Linked DNA regions of Hordeum vulgare: region 1 is linked to region 2. Evidence: chromatin contacts called from public Hi-C data. All regions are on one chromosome and are shown on one strand. Each heading gives the region's core, a stretch centred on a gene start, on an enhancer-like site or on the middle of the called end of the contact. The rest is flanking DNA. Distances are from core to core; before and after follow the strand shown. Region 1 overlaps LOC123401075 (a long non-coding RNA gene). Region 2 holds the start of LOC123404566 (ubiquitin carboxyl-terminal hydrolase 15-like).

Evidence for each region. A called contact is a pair of places that touch in the nucleus more often than the background predicts.
Region 1: a Hi-C map of leaf shows a contact between it and region 2, with 1.9 times the contacts expected there. The contact joins the enhancer-like site here to the promoter of LOC123404566 in region 2. A contact is called at or near these places in 2 of 6 Hi-C or Micro-C datasets (both in leaf).

Annotation. Positions count from the first base shown.
Region 1 is chr6H:239,737,235-239,740,246 of MorexV3_pseudomolecules_assembly, forward strand. LOC123401075 (a long non-coding RNA gene) reads right to left here. Exons shown (of 3, transcript XR_006611024.1): 1 at 1,472-3,012; 2 at 56-204. Among protein-coding and RNA genes, the nearest start is that of LOC123401075, 4.6 kb to the right of the region's middle. Within about 2 kb of position 1,522, at least 2 of the 3 cell types and tissues checked have open chromatin away from gene starts, as enhancers often do. A contact at or near this core is called in leaf, where this site is marked.
Region 2 is chr6H:238,864,320-238,867,370 of MorexV3_pseudomolecules_assembly, forward strand. LOC123404566 (ubiquitin carboxyl-terminal hydrolase 15-like) reads right to left here and starts at 1,798. Exons shown (of 14, transcript XM_045098504.1): 1 at 1,578-1,798; 2 at 47-448. The coding sequence starts at 369.

The DNA.
Region 1 (3,012 bases), core at 272-2,771, 870 kb after region 2:
GCGGCTCTTATAAGATTCGTCGACACGTCGAGCGACCTTGCTGAATTTATTTTACCTTTCTCGAACATCTTGTGCACCAGGATTCCAAGGATACTTTGGGCTATCTCGAGGTTGAGGTTTTCCACAGGTATTCCGAAGAGACTATGAGTTTTGAGGTTTTCCACGCACCTTGTGGCCAATTTGTGATGCATGAGTAGAGCACCCCTGCAGGGTTAAATCTTTTAAAAAGTCATATTCACGGTTATGTGACAACTTAAACATTTATTGAACACCTGGTCATAATAAAATTGTAGTGAACTCAAATAAAATACATCAACCGTGTGCGTACCCATGATTGTATCTACTCGTGAGTTCTAAACCAAAAGAGAACACGATGGGTTATGTTTGACTCGTAAGTGGTCAACATCACTTCTTGATCCTCCTTATTATTCTTGTACTCATAAGTTAACTACTCACATAAATTATTAGTGTTTGCTACAGCCTCAACATTTTACCATACCTCACTCATTAAGCTTTGCCAGTCTTGTACCTTTAAGAATGAGATTGATGAGTACCTGTGACTCACAGATTACTACAACAGTTGTTGCAGATACAGGTAAAGTGAACGCGATGAGTGTTCTATTTCAAGTTTTTTTTTCATCATCGATCGTAGGATGTGTTTTAAACCAACAAACTGGCATAGCAAGGATGAACATCATTTTTATTGGTTGATCTCGTCCGTAGTCATGATTCTAATATCATGATTTATCTTATGACTACCTAACCCAATTACATATACTCACTTCTTCTTTAAATGTACTTGTAATAATATCTACTTTTACGAACGATAAGATGCACTTTTATCCCTGACAAAACCCAGTTAAAATAAGAATAGAACCGCATCTTAAGCATTACATGAGATGTGGCTAAAATGCAGTTACTTTCCATCTGTTAATGCATGTGAGAGTTCAAGTTGCCCTATACCCAAAACTAGATCGGGTCCATGCCTTTGGTGCCTTTCCAAGCGTTTGTATGTACACAATAGGAACCCACATAACCATGTATGAACATAGAAAACATGTTTCACAATAGGTTTAGCACCAAATATCTATGCGATGAATGGGAAGTAAGGGGATACTCCCGTTCCAAAGTTAAACTAAAGATGAGAGCTGATTATATATGCACAAGGCATCCAGAGAATTGATCTGGTTGTTCACAAAGTCAAAACCACTATATATTGATTTGACCAAGCATGATTCAAATAAAACTACCCTTCAACCTCCATTGTAGGACCTATTGAGATATAATGACATAATGGAAAATGAAAGGAAAAGAAAACTAAAATAACAAAATAGGAAGTAAAATCATGGTAAGCGCATCGACTTCGTATCCTAATCCACGAAAGCATCATGCATAAAAAGTATCTGCATGATGGAAATGTAGAGACTATATATATCACATGTTGACATCCACTCAGGTAGAGGAAGCCCACCAGTTTACATCACCCAAGGAGGAGCTCAGGTTGGCCTTGGAACTGTCTGGTGTCACCATGGAAGTCCAAAAGCAGTCCAAGCGGCATTGCCACTATGACCTTTTACTCTACAAGCAGGGTCACACTCATACCGAAATAATTGTTCCCCGCTCATGGACATACGCATCATCACATTGAAGGATTTTGCATTAACATAACCAAGTGTTATAGTGATAGTACACTCCAACTGATTCTTCAAAAAGAAACACTTCACAGTTAAAAAGGAATATCAAAGCACAAGCACATGGAAAAGGACCACCTCAGCGTTTTTCTGGTTTGAGCTGGGACCAACAAAATATAAAGAACATGACGTTCCGTTATTCAAATTTGGAATGGAACATGAGTGAACATGACGTTCCTTTATTCAAAGTGTTGCACTATTGGAGTTTGTTTAGTAGAAATAATCTTATAATAAGCCAGGCACACCAAACAATATTGAACACCATGAACCTCATTTTTCTGTTCAGTGAATAGTCACCATATTATTACAGCAAGGTAACCTGCAACAACACAACATCTATAGGTGCACAGCAAACAAACCTAGAAGTTGCATGTGGAAGCAACAAAATGAGTACTCAGCAAAAAGAACTATTCAACAATATCTGGAAAGCATGAGTGATTTGTGTGAAAATACAAATGACTGAGAATGATTAATATCTGATGTAACCTTTAATCTCCATCCAGTTCCTTTCATCGACCTTATCATGGGGAATTAGAATCCTTATAATGGCAAGCAAACTGCTGCTCAAATCTCTCATAGAAATATAACATTTTTAATATAATGATATGTACTGAAAGATGAGCTGATCTGATGTAATATAATGTGCGGATGTACATGCAATGATATTTCTCTGACACCGAACCACATAATCCTTGTTTGGTTCAGTCCGTAAGCACTCTTAAATGGCACAGGTATAACATCTTCTTTTATGTATTAATTTTGAAACAATCAAAACTTAAAAGTTTCCATGAACCTGTTTTGGCCTAGTTAATTAAAATGAAGTCGCTAGGTTTTGATCGCCATTTTTTTTCTCTGAATGTTCCCAAATCAGTTTTAGCATTAGTTTCTTTTTGTAAAGAACAATGAATGTATACTTGCTAATAATTAACCTGGAAGATCACGTACTACCTCTATAAAAATTTAATGATCCAACATCACACTTACATATGTTATTCACAACAAAAAATACTAAGTTTTATCATAATAAAAACGCAACTTTTGCATAATACCTGCAAAGCACAATCTGGATGGAACTAACAAACTCAATCAAGCCATAACATTAACCTACAAAGCATGGACACGGCAGAAGTTGCCGAATCCCTGTGCTGATACGGCCGGACACGGTGATACGCTCGGACACGCTGGGATACGCATATCCCGCCATATTTCCTGAATTACGAATTAAAAAAAAAAAAAAAAAGGGAGGACACGGCTGGGACACCTGAGGGGTTCGATTAATCCACCGGTCGAAGCAGCACCCTCCTCCTCCTTAAGGCAGCGT
Region 2 (3,051 bases), core at 548-3,047:
TTTGGAGTTTCAGTTCGTACCAGAGAATAATAGGTCAGAATCTTACCAGTATCTAACAGATTTGCACCTGGAGCACCTAGTCTTTGCAGGGCCACGACAAGTAGCACACTCGTGGTATTCAGATCTTAAAGAAGGAACAGATCTCAAATAAGGCATGGGTCTCAGAGACGGTCCTGGCAATATAACATCTGGGCATGCCATTGTTTCCGCTTTGAAGGCTTCTTCTGCAGCTTTCTGGCCAAGCACACCTACTCTTGTTTTCTTACTTACAGAATCATGCCATCTCCCAAGAAGAAAATATGCTATCACCGGAAGTACAATAAATACAACAAAGAGTGCAGGCACATCAGCTTCCCTTGGTTGGAGCATATCCCTAAAAGATTATTATTATCCAGCTCCAAGACTTCTCTGCTTCAGCTCGGAAAAACATTCCAAATCACTGAGTTACCTACAGAAAACAGCAAAGCTGAAAACAAGCTTTACAGTTTCCACTCTCTCAGAAGTGGAACATGGTAAGAGAAAATGATCGCGTTCAAAGATTTAAGGAACTAGGATAGGATTAAGCTTATCAAACCAACCAGCTCACTGGAGTTGCCTTTTACATGTCCTAGAAGCTCACTCCCATTGGGGCTTCAGTTCACTTGGGATTTGGCTTACACTTATATGATAATATTATCAAGAAGCTCCCACTTGCCTTCCCATGGCTTCAACTTACAAGCACAACCATATCATAGTACTCCCTCCGTTCACAAATACGTATAAGATGTTCTGTGAATTGGATGTATATAGACACGTTTTAGTGTGTTCGGTCACTCATTTCAGTCCACATGTAGTCCATAATGAAATGTTCAAAACATCTTATATTTGTGAACGAAGGAAGTGCTATATGCACTGAAATTAGAGATACACACTTTCCCAAAATGGTTAATTACCTTAGAATGTTAGGCCCAGAGAAAAAAGTTCACTTTGTGGCTCACATCACCTCTTTACTATCTCCAAATTCTCCAGCAAATCAACCACTAGACTACCTGAAACAGCATGGAGGGCGACAAAACTAAATTAACTCTGCATATGGCACCTTTGGGCATAGCTCATGGATGGTGTCCAAGCTCTTATCCGACACATGTATTTCGTATTCACGACAAACTACACTACAATTTAGGAAAATGTTTGGCGCAAAAGATTGGGCGTATGAGATGGTAACAGAAGCAGTAAATCTACATCGCTAAAAATACCACAAAGCAACGGGCAGCACATTCCGGACAGCAAGATCAAATAGTTCTCTGGCGCATCTCAAAATAAATAATAAATAAACAAAGGGATCCGGCGCCCAGCTCTAGCTCCAAATGATAATCCTACAAGCTCCGAGATCCCAAGCATACAAGATACAACCAGCGGTGAATGCGCCCGCCGAATTTCTGAGGCAGTCGCACCGACACAAACGTCCAGACGGGGAAAAAATCCCAGACACTAGCAACAGCAGACTGCGTAAAAGGCGCACGGAGTGCTTCAAAAAGCCTCGATTTTTCGCAGAACGGACGAAAGAAAAACATAAATCAATTGAGACTAGGGTTTACCCAGAAATACAAATGTCACTCCGGGCGGATCTCCGACTGGGAAGCGGAGCAGCAATCCCGACCGGTGGTTCTGAAGGAGATTGCGGTATATAGGGATAGGGGATGGAGAAGCTCTAGCCGAGGATGGCAGCGGTGCCGGCGACTGAAGGAATCGGGAGCGGCGGTGGGTGTGACCGACTGTGGCTCGCTCGCTGTTGCTTGGCTACTGTGCTCTGCTCATGTGTGCGCGTTTTTGCTTTGAGTAAAATGCATGTATAGTCCTGCAAGTTACGGCCGTGTCGGAATCAGTCCTCGATGTCAGGAAATGTTTCAATACGGTCCTCGAAGTTGTCCACGATATTCACATACGGTCCTGGATACGTATGCCCACCGTATGGCGCTGACGTTGCGAGTAAGAGGGACCCACGACGCCGCGGAGCTGGTCGCGTGCCTCCTCGCATTCAATGTAAAAATTGCATACAACCCCCTGGAAGCGAGGGGACGATTCCAATCCAGTCCTAATCCCGTGTTTCCTGTGCTTTTTGGCACGGAGAGCTCGAGGTGCACGGCGACGACGGTGGTCTGGGGTAATGATCGGCGCTGGTAGAGAGTGATTGAAGGGATGGACGGAGGTGGTTGACGACGGCGAGCTAGGTGACCGTGGCGGCGCAACAAGGCGATCAACTTGGTCGTCGGAGATGGTGGAGAAGGCTCATGTTCGTCGGCGGGAAGGGGAACCTATTCCTGTGTATGGTGAGTTCGATTTCTTCTCCGTTTCTTCGCAATGCTGTCTTTTCTGGTCAGTTAGGTTTTTGCTCATGAGTTAGATCGTGAGTTAGATAGGCAGAAGTTGGATTTAGTAGATCAAGGTTTAGGGTTTTTGTTGTGTTAAAAGTCTGAAATTTCGAATTTTTCCTCAATGTGCAGAAGAAGGCAGTGATTATTTCTCTCTGGAAGTGATTCATGGTGGATTTTTCGTTGGTTCTGGATGCAATAGAGCTTATATAGATGGTACGAAGGTCTACTTTGATCATTGCTAATGTGCAATTCCAGAATGATCTCTGTCAAATACTAGGAAAATACTCAAATGTGTCAACACAGTAAATGTGCAATTCCAGAATGATCTCTCTCAATAACAGAGCACTGCCCAAATTTGAATTTAACAACACACAACCCAAATTTGAATTTATTTCACTTAATTCACTGCTTCCAAACTACAATTACATGAAACTCACACATCCAAAAACTCACTACAATTACATCAAACATCATTCAGTGCTTGATCACATAAACAAACATCGGAAGAACCAACAATCCTACATAAACTAACACACATTTCAGTAGCAGAATTATCTCCTCCAAATGCCTCTCAACAGAGCTCTCAACATAACTGCTTCCACCTGTCATGAAATGCTTCTTCCTCTTCATGATTCCTTCCGTCTTCTCTTTCACTGCATATGTCCTCAAGAAATCCTCATATTCATCCCCCCAATAC